Linked DNA regions of Mus musculus: all the other regions are linked to region 2. Evidence: chromatin contacts called from public Hi-C and promoter capture Hi-C data. All regions are on one chromosome and are shown on one strand. The core of a region is the stretch at or near the end of the contact, and the rest is flanking DNA. Distances in the headings are between cores, read along the strand shown.

Region 1 (2,902 bases), core at 161-2,660, 1.3 Mb before region 2:
TTACTGCCACCTTGAAGTTTTCAAGACATCTACCTTCCTCGATGTTACAGTAAGTCGCTAATGAATAGCTACTGGACAGCTTATTTTGGTCAGTATGTCTTGGTCACTAACTTCCAAGAAATAACTAGATCTTTGCACACTTCCATTCTCTAACTGTGATTCTCAACCGTTTCATTAAAGCCTTTGGCGTGCCTTTTGGAACACAGCTGAGTCTCCATGCTCCAGAGATCTGATTTAATTGGTCTGCTCATACTGTAAAAACTTCTCAGGGGAACAGAGTTTGAAACAAAACTGATAGCAAACGCTGTCTCCAAAACACATCAGGAGGACACAGACACCCTGTCTTCCAAGTTTAATTAGAACCACCATCTTTTCCTTTTCCTCCCAAGAAGGAAGTTTCTTGCTTCTACTCCAGAAGATATCCCTGGGGAACCATATTTTAATCCCAAATCTTTAATTCCTTGTGTGCTTCTCCATCACTGCACATCGACCCTGCTCCTCAAAATGGTTCTGAATTTGCAAGCCTAGTTTCATTGCAATTCCTAGTTTGTGAATACAAAGGTCGATGGTCTGGTGACTCTTGAGGCTTTCAGTAACTTCTGCCCATGGCAAATCCGATTCAAACCAAATAACTGTAAAGGTATTGCTTGAAAGGGCAAATACCAAGTACTGGCCAGCACAGTGTGGCACCATTATAAAAAGAACAATCTCGAGAGGTTATAATTAACTATGTGTTCTCAGTGTGCTCAGCGCACTAGCCAGCGTTGCAAACTGGAATGAGGAAGAGTCGGTTAGTCGCTGATTAATAAGCCAGTTATTCTCCGAAAGAAAGCCATTAAAAGAAAACGTGAAGGGCGCTCGCTACCTTTTATCCTTTCCAGAACCTAAGTCCAGTAGCAAAATGTTTTGTTAATGCAAGTTGCAAAAATCTCAAGTTTCTTTAGCCAAAGGCACTGGGGGGTGTGCTGGGTGTGAGCTGCTTTATCTCCGGATTTAACAATTCCTGGGTAAGGCTTTGTGGGCTGTGCTGCCCCCAGGGCCTCGAGCTCACCCTAGCAACTCTCTAACTCTGGACTACACCCCTGCCCCGAGGCTTCCGCCCCAGTCTCCCGCCTCGTGGCTGGGGGAGAGAAGTCGGCGTCCTGAACGCGCCCTTGCAGCCCGCCCGGCCCGCCACGCGCGCAGGGACAGCTGCGGGCTCGGCGCCCCGGAAGACGCGGTCACGTGACACCGACCTGCCGGTCCTGCCGCTGCTTCAGATGCACGCCGGCCACCGTGGCCGCCGTCAGCAGCACCGAGAGGCCCAGCACTGCCTTCGAACTCCTCGACATTCCCGCTCCCGGCCGCGGACTCGCTCCCGCGCCCGCCCCCGCCGCCGCCACAGCCGCCGCCGCCGCCGCAGCCGCAACGGGCCAGGCTCGACCTCTCGAGCGCAGAGCCGTTGCAAGTGCTATCGTCGCCAGGCTCTAGCAATCGAGCGCCGAGCGTAACCCCTGGCCCGCTTCGCTGCTTCTTGGGAGTGGCTGCCTGGGGCCCTGGCTTTCCTATTTGGGGACCGCCTTCACCAGGAAGTCGCAGTGCTGGGCTGCTTTGGAGTCGCGAGGGTGGGGTTGGGAGTGCCAGTGGAGTATGTACGGAGGACATCTGGTCGCTATGGGGCGACTGATCAGACCCTAAATTTTCTTAGAGTCTAAAAGCTGGGTGGTTGGTTTTTTGACAAGGTATTGCTGTGCAGCTCAAACTAGCTTCAAACTCGCAATCCTGCCTCAGCCTCGGCTACACCTTGTTGCCTACTAAACTTCTGTTGGGAAATGCACTGGGTCAGGCAAGGATCCGGACATGTTTAGCTCCTGTAATCTTAAGAAATGGCGTTGCCCGGCGTGGTGGCTCACGCCTTTAATCCCACCACTCCCGAGGCAGAGGCAGGCGGATTTCTGAGTTCGAGTCCTGCCTGGTCTACAAAGTGAGTTCCAGGACAACCAGGGCTATACAGAGAAACCCTGTCTCAAAAAACCAAAAGAAAAAAAAAATGTCGTTGATGCCCTTGGAGCCTTTCAGGAATGCTTGTAAGATCCTTGTGTCAGAGTAGTTCACAAGAGGCTAAGGATGGTGTCATTTGCACTTACCCCTTAAATTAAAAAAGAGACTTGGCTTCCCAGAACTTTTAAGTATTTGTGATGCCAATGAAGAATGGCATATCAGTAAATCACTCTTACCCAGGAAAGTACACATTCAAAGCTGCTGCTGAAAACCGATAGACAACAATGATAAGGCTCATTCAGGCCTTGATTAGGTATTCCCAGTGTTTCCCCAACATTCACTTCGTCTCAGTATGCTTTGCTCTTTCGTTCTCTGTTAAGTGAACCCAAACGGCATGAAGAAAATACTATTATGAACAGTTAGCATACTGCATTGGTTATATCTTTGGTTTTTTTTTTTTAATTAATTTTTTTGGTGTTTTTTGTTTGTTTCTTTGTTTGTTTGTTTTGACAGGGCTTCTCTGTGTAGCCCTGACTGTCCTGGAACTCACTTTGTAGACCAGGCTGGCCTCAAACTCAGAAATCCGCCTGCCTCTGCCTCCTGAGTGCTGGGATTAAAGGCATGCGACACCACGCCCGACTTTAATTTATTTTTTAAAGAATCTAGGTTTATTTATTTTTAAAGATTTATTTTATGTATATGAATACACTGTAGCTGTACAGATGGTTGTGAACCTTCATGTGGTTGTTGGAAATTGAATTTAGGACCTCTGCTTGCGCCAGCACAAAGATTTATTTATTATTATACACACCAGAAAAGGATATCAGATCTCATTTCGTGTGGTTGTGAGCCACCATGTGGTTTCTGGGATTTGAACATAGGACCTTTGGAAGAGCAGTCAGTGCTCTTACCTGTTGAACCA
Region 2 (2,942 bases), core at 40-2,539:
CTGTCAATACATAGGCAGATTTAAAAACATATTATTCAAGGTTATATACTTCTTTTATCCCCACTTAAATGATACTGTCCTTTCATCTACATAATGACATAACTTTCGAAAGTATATTTATTAATTCTTTGAGAATGTCATGTGTTTTGATCATATTCACCAGAAAATGGTTTTTCAGTAAAATGATTTGAACATTTTGTGAAAGATCAGTAAACACGCACCTAGTTTTAAAAAGTCATTGTAATAGAACAATACAAATTAAGACAGTTCATAGATGCACTCATGAATGTATTGATTTAAACGATTAGTGTGTGTGTGTGTGTTTGTTTACCTGTGCCATCGTGTATGTTGAGGTCAGAGAACGACCTCTCAGGGGCTTTCACTTCTGTCTCTTTCCCACTATGTGAGTCTCAAGAGTGGTCAAGGTTGACAGTTCAGAGCTCAGATTCTTGTATCAATAAGATACGGATTTAAGTTCTGTTTACGATTTTACAACCTACTTCGATGGGGGGCAAGTTCCTTAATGTCTCAAGTCCCCAGCTACAAATTATGGCTACTAACAGCACCTATAAAATGGAGCCTATAAAATTATGAGACAGATATGTATCAGTCTGCACCAGTTAGCATCTACAGTTACTATTTATTATCGATAGCTATCACTCGTTAAAGGACACAAGTGTCTTAACGTCACACAACAAGCTGCTCTGAACAACTTATAGGAAGGGCCTGTACTATGTAGGCAACGGATAATAGGTAACGTTTCTCACAGGCTTGCCTCTCTACATGGGAACCTGGAGAAGGGCTGGGACTCAAGAGAGGGACAAGAGCACAGGCTCTGGCATTAGCTCCTTTGGGCTGAAATAGTGCAAGGGCACCAGAAACCCAAAGGCTGCCGGGGAGAAGAGGCCGAGAGTGCACAGTGAACTGCACACCCTGCTCCTCCAAGCAAGTCACGGGCCATTCTCTCCCCCTGGGCTAATTCCTATGTGTCCGCTTGAGCCTCTTTACACACCGGCCAATCCACCCAACACCAGGGTCCTCTGACATTAAAAACCCAACCATCCTGCAGAGAACAGGCTGTGACGCCGGGCCTCATTCCGCCAGCCCTGGGGTCGCCGTCCCTTCCTCCTATACGTCCGCGGACCGAGGACCACGCAACCGACGACACCTTCGCCCTCGCCGGCTCAGTTACCGCGGACGGGGCGGATCCCGCCAAACCCTGAGACCAGCCACAGCGAAAAAGAACCCGAGAGACTCACCTGAAGCCGGCGCGGTCCGCTTGAAACTAATACCGGAAGAGCTTCCCCGCGCCGGAAGAGGGCGGCCAAACTCCTCAATCGAACTCAGAGAAGTCGAAGAGTCGAGCACCGATTCAATCGAGCCCTCCTCGCCCCGGCCGGCCAAGGCGGAATCTTTCTGCGCACGCGCATTCCTGTGGGCTAGGAAGTTTGTGGAAAGGGGGAGAACTGGAAGGGATCAAATTAGGACCCGGGGGCCAAGCTGTGGAGGCAGAGGAGGGAAGGGTAGGGGGTCGTTTCCCTTACTGCGACTTTGAAGCTTCCCAACTATAGGATGTGATACAATTTTACAGGAGCCTGTCTCCAGCCACAAGTTAGTCAAGCCTTTCTATGGGTCCTGGTCAACTTGACTTAACACCATTGTCAATCTCTAGTTGTCAATCTCCAGGAGTCTGAAAGAACACACCAGCCAGCACTCTATAGATTACGTCTTAGATGCAGCCCAGTCTTCGACCCCTGAACAAAGAGAATTTTAGTCGTTGATGGTACTCTCACCAGGCTTCAGGAGCGAGCAAACTAAAGAGCCTAAACTCACTTAGACACAGTTAACTCCCGCCCACTCCCCCACCCTCTCCTTTCCTCACAAAATGCTTGGATTTTTCTAGGCTAAAAATTGGGGTAAGGACCAAATTGGTTGATTTTACCAGCCTGAGGTTTCTAATTTTTGAAAGTCACATGAAGTTGCAGGATGGAAATAGTGTTTTGAGAGTAGTAATTTTATATGCTTTTTTCACTGAAGTGATTAGGAGAATGGCTTATACTCGATAAATATGATTCAGACGATTGAATGAAGTTCCGTGAAAATTAGGTCATAATAAAACAAGTGTGATATCCAGTGAAAATCCTGTAAATGTAGGAAATAATGTTAAACAACCACAGAAAAAGTGTTCTTTAATTACATAGATATGGAAACCAGTTTGGCTTTTATAAAAACAATATCGAGTATGTTCTTAGCAAAAGGGCATCAAGTAAATACGAAACACTTTCTAAGCAACAGAAGGTCTGAGCAGTTGATTAACTGTGCTTGGTGGTAATGAGAGCATTGGAATAAGCTATAACCTGCCTGTGTTATATACATTCATCTGGCCGAGAGAGAGTTCGTAGCTATTTTCAAAAAGCAAATTGATAAACATGCAAGGACACTCCACTTGGGAAAAAAATAAAGAGATTTAAAGAAATGCCATACCTATTCTATCAAAGCTTGAGTCTCAGCTACTATACCTTTTGCACAGCAAAGAAGAAATTGTCCGATGACAACTCAGTGTCAGTGGCTTCTATGCTCTTTTCCAGGTTCACTTATAAAGAATGAACACATTTTTATATCCATGAGTAATCCCTGCAAGCTTTTTTTTTTTCTTCTTGTCTGTATAGTCCTGGCTGTCCTGGAACTCACTTTGTAGACCAGGCTGGCCTCGAACTCAGAAATCCACCTGCCTCTGCCTCCCAAATGCTGGGATTAAAGACATGTACCACCACCACACCCGGCTCTCCCACTGCAAGCTTTCTTGAATGGGTCTTCATCGGTTTCTTGAATGACTGGGAAACTAAGACTTGAAATAGGATTTGGTAAGGAATGAAGGGGAAGAGGCTTTCCAGGTTGTTGCAGGATATTTGATCACACCGTGAACCCGGGGATTGTGTTGT
Region 3 (2,744 bases), core at 144-2,643, 1.2 Mb before region 2:
CTCTTCATTGAAGATAGGAAAGCAGTGTTGTGGGACTCTGGCCTGTGGCTCCGGCTCTGCAGCCTTATGCTTACTCACTGGTCCATACAGTACATCATCTTCCTTGAACAACGACTCTGGAGTCTGGGCCGGGCCTCTGGACAAGACAGAGCGTACTAAACGAGAGTACTTCGCTTGGTCTACTGCTTCGTAAGAGTTTTTCTTCTTCTGGCTACACAAATAAGAGAAAGTGGAGAAACTCACAGGAGGGCTTGCTTTTACAGAAAATCTGTTTAACCTGCTAAGCAGCCTGCAGAAGGTCAGAGGCAGTTTCATTTTTAGACTTCGCCCCTCTAACTTTTCTCTAGTCTGGAAAGTTTAAAAGTGTGTTCTGTTCGTATCTGAAAAAAAAAAAAAAGTGGTGTTAGGTTTAAGACATTTTCTATATTAAAACCATCAAATTGAAAATCACACAAGAGCCGGGTGTGGTGGCGCACGCCTTTGATCCCAGCACTTGGGAGGCAGAGGCAGGTGGATTTCTGAGTTAGAGGCCAGCCTGGTCTACAAAGTGAGTTCCAGGACAGCCAGGGCTACACAGAGAAACCCTGACTCAAAAAACCAAAAAACAAAAACAAAAAAACCCACAAGAACATTAAAAGTGCATACACTAAACTTTTGACGTTTCCAAAAAAAAAGAGAAAATCATTCCCAAGTAAGATTCATGAAAATTGTAAGTGGCTTTTGTTCAATGTTAATGTGTTGGCCGTTTCGGATATGACACCTTAAATCTGAATGTGACAAGGCCTGGAGGCATAGACCAGGAAACTTAAGTTACTTGGGTGGCTGAGGCAGTATGAAATTGAGATTTTGGGTTAGCTTGGCTTTGTCTCTAGAAACAAAACAACTACAATCTGCCCCCCCCCAACAAATTCACAAGTCTTAATTAACAGTTAAACACCTACATCTACATACCAAACTCTTACTAAATATTCTGTATGGGCATCGCTCATCTATTCCTCACGCCGCCCTTTAAAAAGTGGGTGCTACTGTGACCTCGTGGTCCAGACTCGGGACATGTCGCAAGTGGGTCTGCACAGCCCATCCAACGTTAATTCCAGAAAATGATCTCTGCAGGTGTCTCCCATGGCTGCGACAGGACAAGCGTGGCCCTTCGTGCCCGAGTTTGGATAGGGAAGAGAGTATTTAAATAGAAGGTCGGTCAGCGGCAGGGTTCTAGCTGTACCTGAGATGCCACCACGCTGTAACACCCAGCCCGCAAACAACCCTCTCGGGACCCGTACTTTCATCGGTCCCGCGCTTTCCCAAAGCGAGGCGGCCCCAGCATGCACTACGGCGTTCCCGTCGCACCTGTGAGGCGCCATCCCCTCCACGCCCCCGAAGCAGAAGCGCGGGCGCCGTCAAGCCGCGCGTTGTCGCGCTCACGAGATCTCGCGCACGTCACCGCCGCTCGCCATCTTGGACTCTGGCTGAGCCATAAATTGCCCGGGCCGCGGTGCGCGTCCTTTCTCGAGGCGTGCCTCGCCGGCGGAGGGTTCGGAGCCCGCGTTCCCGTCGCGGCCCTCCGGTGCTGGTGTCCGCGTGGCGCGGAGCGAGGGTAGGCTCCCCGCGTAGCTTCTATTGCCCGGCTCCAAGATGGACGGCCGCGGGGACGGGGGAGGCCGCACTGGGGGAGCACGTGGCGTGCCGCTCGCTGGCCTGCGCCCGGGGCTGCTGGGATGGTGGCGGAGTCCCGCGGCCTCCAGCCGCCGTCCGGCAAGGAGGCCGGCGGAGGCGGGGCCGCGGCCGCCCCTGAAAGGCGCCCCGGCGGCGGCCCAGCCTCTTCTTTCCTCGCACAGCCACACGGCCCCTGCTCGAGGCCCGCGTCGCCATGGCCGCGGTTCCCGAGTTGCTGGAGCAGCAGGAGGAGGACCGCAGCAAGGTGAGATCCCTTCCTCGCTCGCTACCTGGGCTGGAGGTTCCCGCCGGCCTCCTTGGGCTGGGTGGATCTTCTCTGGGGCTCGGACCCCAGCAAGATCCCGAGGTTTTCCCTCAACCACCCCTTTAGAGATGGCTTTCCAACGGGGTGTCTCTGCACGCTCATTCTCTGACCAAGGAGACCCAGACAAGTGGGACCCCACTTCTTGAGCTCTCGGTGGGAAGCTGACCGACGCTCTGCCAGTCATTCGACTGAGGCTAATCCTCTGAAGCCCTTAGGAGCGTGGTTTTTTTTTTTTTCTTTTTTCTTTTGCTCCTAAAACTTAAATCGACTACATGGTAATTGGAAAGTGGATCAAAGTTTCGTTTGCTATTCCTATCTCCTTTTAAGAAAATGGCCTTTTCGTTTAAAATAGTGGGGAGATTTCTAACGAGTATCTGTATGTAGCATGGTTTTTGCAACTTGGGAACGCTAAATGTGTCCTCGTGGGAGTTGTAATTTTTAGTAAATCCTGTGTGTTGATATAACCCTCGGGCTGCAAATATCTTGAGGACTAATGCAATAAACAGGGATTGCTATACGGGCAATAAAGGATTCTACTTTTATTGGCTCTTTAAACTTGAATTTTCCACCGCACAGGTAGGTTATGAGTCAGTTTTGTGGACAAAATCGTCAGTAATATGGGAGCTCTTAGATTTTAATAAGAGCTGAATTAAGATTTCATTTTAAGTACCTTTGAATGGGCAAACATTTTTTTTTTTGTTTTTGTTTTTGTTTTTCGAGACAGTTTCTCTGTATATCCCCGGCTGTCCTGGAACTCACTTTGTAG
Region 4 (2,945 bases), core at 363-2,862, 1.5 Mb before region 2:
ATGGTGCCCATTCACTGCCTACAGTCAGCACATCAGTTCAAATACCACATTCTAGAACATCCCAGAAACAGCAAACAGGCAGATATCTAGGATCTCAGAGCCCAGCCAAGCTGACACATAAGGTTAGCCATCACAACGATATGACAGGAAGCAATGAAAACCAGAATATACAACAAATTACATGAATTGGTTGACTTCACCTTACCATGGATAACAGTCTATTGATGGCCACTGCCCGCTGCTGGGCTTCAATGTGAGGCATTTCGTTCTGAATTACTTGATCTGTGATTCCATGAGGGAACTGGTGGCATAATTCTATAATTCTAGGAACAACGGTATAAATGGTTTATGTTTGCTTGCTTTTAAAGGCAAATAAGGAAGATACACGATAGTCAAGCTAAAAAGCTCAATGTTGTCAATGGGAATAAGTACAGCAAAGTGACTCCAAGGTCTGTGGGCAGAAAGCAAATAGAATATTCGGGGGTGGGGGTGGGGGGCAGCATAGTGATTCACCATAACTGGAGTCTTGAGAATTATCCCCTCCAAACAAACTGGAGGGATTAATTTGTTTGGAGGTGTAATAAACTTATTATCCACAATAATAATGTTGAGAAAGTCGTCTTTTAAATACATTATAACCTAGAAACACATGTGCACTACGGGAGTTAAGGCACTCACTGAACCTACTTGGCTCAATGGTCCTTTGTAATCACAAACTGAACCCTCATTTGGCCCCAACGTTCTCTTATAGAACTTCCCTTGGCAACCGGGCAATCCTGGATTCGAACACATGTCCAAGAACTACAGGGAAAATGCAGGTCTCTCTTCTGGCCCTGGCTGCTGTCACGTTCCAAGTGCTCTAATAGAATCCCGGAGAACCCAGTTCCACAACGTTTCAAGCTGTCCCGCTGCTCTAGAGCTTCTGAAGAGTTCTACTCTCCCTAATCGGGGCGGGGGGGTCGCCCAGACACCCGGCAACCCCGCTCCCGCGTGCTCGACCAGTCTACCCCAGCCTCTCCCCGCGGGACTGAGAGAGAAGGGGGTCCCGCTACCCAGCTGACTGCTCGCTTAGCGTCGGGAGCCTAGCTTTATTGCAGTACCTGTTTTCTATCTCCACCGGATCCGCGTCCGGCGGCTGCACCTTGACCTTCACCTCCGCCATGAGGGCAGTTTTCGAGACTAGAGGAAAAGTGGCCCCTCGGAGCGCGCTGGAAGTCTCGGGAACCGGTGGAGGCGCGCGCCGGGGACCGAGGCTTGAGAGAGAGGCGAGGGACCTTCTTCATCCGGTCGCGCTGGGCCTTCTTCATCGGATCGGCTTGGGGCGCCCGTGCTGTGCCTGCTCCGCCTTGCTCGGCAGGGTCGCCACAGCGACTCCCTTCCGTTGTCTCAAATTTCAGTGCTTGTCGGACAAGAGCCTCTGGCTCCAGTACGCACCCTTCAGCCTCTTCCAGCCGCCGAGAAGGCATATTCTTGGACACCTACAAGAAAGTGTCGCAGAAGGATCTGGAGGCGGGTACCAGACGGAGGCTGCAGCCAGAGACAAGGGCGGGGCTGGTTGCTAGGATGTCGATTTCCCTGCCAATCATCTGCTCGGCTCCCGATGGGCGGGGCGCGGTTCGCAGCGTCTGTGGAAACGCAAGCTGCAGCGGAGGAGCTGTGGTGAGACCGTGAGAAACCTGACAACGGGTTGGCGGCGGCGGTGCTGCGTCGGGGGTCCTTAATCTCTGTCCTTGAGGCTGGAGAAGGGTGAGGAGAAGGGCATCTCTCACTGGGTTGGGAGGGAATTAGGCATCTCTGACTGCCTCGCGAGGCCGAGGGCATGACGCAGGGTCTGGGTCCTGGTTTGGGCAGCGAGGAGATGGTTCAGGTGCAGGATGTTGGGAGATGCTGGTGGCATGACACTGACACCAGGCTGCGGTGTGGACCTAGCGAATCAGCCATCTCTGTCTCCTTCCTGTGAGGTCCAGTGACCACCCCAGGTTTCCAAGAGCAGCTAATAGCTAACCGTGAGCACTTCAGTCTCGAACCAACGGTGTTTATTTAGAATCTAGTTTTCAGCTATCTTTATTTTAGCTGACTCTCACTCGAAGGGAAATGTGAAGGTAGGCGAATCCCTCTACATCCAGCGTCATTTCTGAAGGGTCAGATACCTGTAGTTTTTATTCTTGGTCCTCAATCTGGAAGAATCCAAAAAGGCATTAAATTCGTCTTTTAATTCTAATTATCTCGCTTTCCAGAACAAGATATGTCAAAACGCAAACATGTTCACAGCAACATGATCAGAATTCCAACTACCATTTAAAAAAAAATGACCTCACCACTGAACAACAAATTGTTACATGAAAAATTGTAAGCCAGGCATGGTGTCTCATTCCTTTAATCCCAGCACTTGGGAGTCAGAAGCAGGTGGATCTCTGTGAGTTGGAGGCCAGCTTGGTCTACAGGTAGAGCTCCATAACAGCTAGGGCTGTTACACGGAGAAACCCTGTCTCGGGGGAGCGGGGGGCGAAATGAGGATGCAAAATGTTGATTATAAAAGTGAGATGAATATGTACATTATAATTGAATAATAATGTAGCCACAATCGTTGAAGCTACAGTGCAAGTTGCAAATACTGGATTAAGAGGACTCCTCCCCACCTCAAAGAAAAGACCCATAAGGTTTCTGCCCTGCTAGTTATTTACAAAATAGCAGAGCTAATAGGAAATGATGGTTGTGGGTTTATATCCATGTCAACTTCCTTTCTATTGAGAGCTGATGCTCTGCAGTCTTTGCAGTATATTTTCCAAAATACAATACACTGCAGTGGTTTGCAAAGGTGAGACTGTGGGGGGTTAGAACCTCTTTTAAGATTTGGCTCTAAGTAATTCATGCTACGTGCAGAGTTACCTGCTCCCCTTATGTAATGAGTTGCCTTGAAGTCAGGAGAGTGAGTGTGTGTGTGT

What was found. Promoter capture Hi-C pulls out the DNA fragments that hold promoters and counts their contacts. A called contact is a pair of places that touch in the nucleus more often than the background predicts. Capture Hi-C pulls out chosen DNA fragments and counts their contacts.
Region 1: a contact with region 2 is called in a Hi-C map of B cells, with 9 read pairs. The contact joins the promoter of Pet117 here to the promoter of Snrpb2 in region 2. A contact is called at or near these places in 4 of 39 promoter capture datasets (the C10 cell line, hippocampal neurons, liver and 1 more), 3 of 484 Hi-C or Micro-C datasets (B cells, CD4 T cells and muscle stem cells), 1 of 115 datasets of contacts at active chromatin or transcription factors (large pre-B cells) and 2 of 9 other capture datasets (adipose tissue and liver).
Region 3: a contact with region 2 is called in a promoter capture Hi-C map of pre-B cells, with 4 times the contacts expected there. The contact joins the promoter of Snx5 here to the promoter of Snrpb2 in region 2. A contact is called at or near these places in 7 of 39 promoter capture datasets (the 3T3-L1 cell line, 3T3-L1-derived adipocytes, the C10 cell line and 3 more), 1 of 484 Hi-C or Micro-C datasets (B cells), 2 of 115 datasets of contacts at active chromatin or transcription factors (astrocytes and stem cell-derived neural progenitor cells) and 1 of 9 other capture datasets (adipose tissue).
Region 4: a promoter capture Hi-C map of liver shows a contact between it and region 2, with 3 times the contacts expected there. The contact joins the promoter of Dzank1 here to the promoter of Snrpb2 in region 2. A contact is called at or near these places in 2 of 39 promoter capture datasets (liver and pre-B cells), 4 of 484 Hi-C or Micro-C datasets (B cells, CD4 T cells, CD8 T cells and 1 more), 2 of 115 datasets of contacts at active chromatin or transcription factors (astrocytes and large pre-B cells) and 1 of 9 other capture datasets (liver).

Annotation. Positions count from the first base shown.
Region 1 is chr2:144,367,491-144,370,392 of GRCm38.p6, reverse strand. Pet117 (PET117 homolog) reads right to left here and starts at 1,410. Exons shown (of 2, transcript NM_001164813.1): 1 at 1,236-1,410. The coding sequence starts at 1,331. Kat14 (lysine acetyltransferase 14) reads right to left here and starts at 1,358. Exons shown (of 11, transcript NM_181417.3): 1 at 1,236-1,358.
Region 2 is chr2:143,061,416-143,064,357 of GRCm38.p6, reverse strand. Snrpb2 (U2 small nuclear ribonucleoprotein B) reads right to left here and starts at 1,289. Exons shown (of 7, transcript NM_021335.3): 1 at 1,260-1,289.
Region 3 is chr2:144,269,551-144,272,294 of GRCm38.p6, reverse strand. Snx5 (sorting nexin 5) reads left to right here and starts at 1,393. Exons shown (of 14, transcript NM_001199188.1): 1 at 1,393-1,594; 2 at 1,836-1,918. The coding sequence starts at 1,868. Mgme1 (mitochondrial genome maintenance exonuclease 1) reads right to left here and starts at 1,391. Exons shown (of 5, transcript NM_028984.5): 1 at 1,223-1,391; 2 at 1-380. The coding sequence starts at 315.
Region 4 is chr2:144,526,081-144,529,025 of GRCm38.p6, reverse strand. It overlaps Dzank1 (double zinc ribbon and ankyrin repeat domains 1), which reads left to right and starts at 1,612. Exons shown (of 21, transcript NM_172859.3): 1 at 1,612-1,746. It overlaps Polr3f (polymerase (RNA) III (DNA directed) polypeptide F), which reads right to left and starts at 1,281. Exons shown (of 9, transcript NM_029763.3): 1 at 1,101-1,281; 2 at 206-323. The coding sequence starts at 1,162.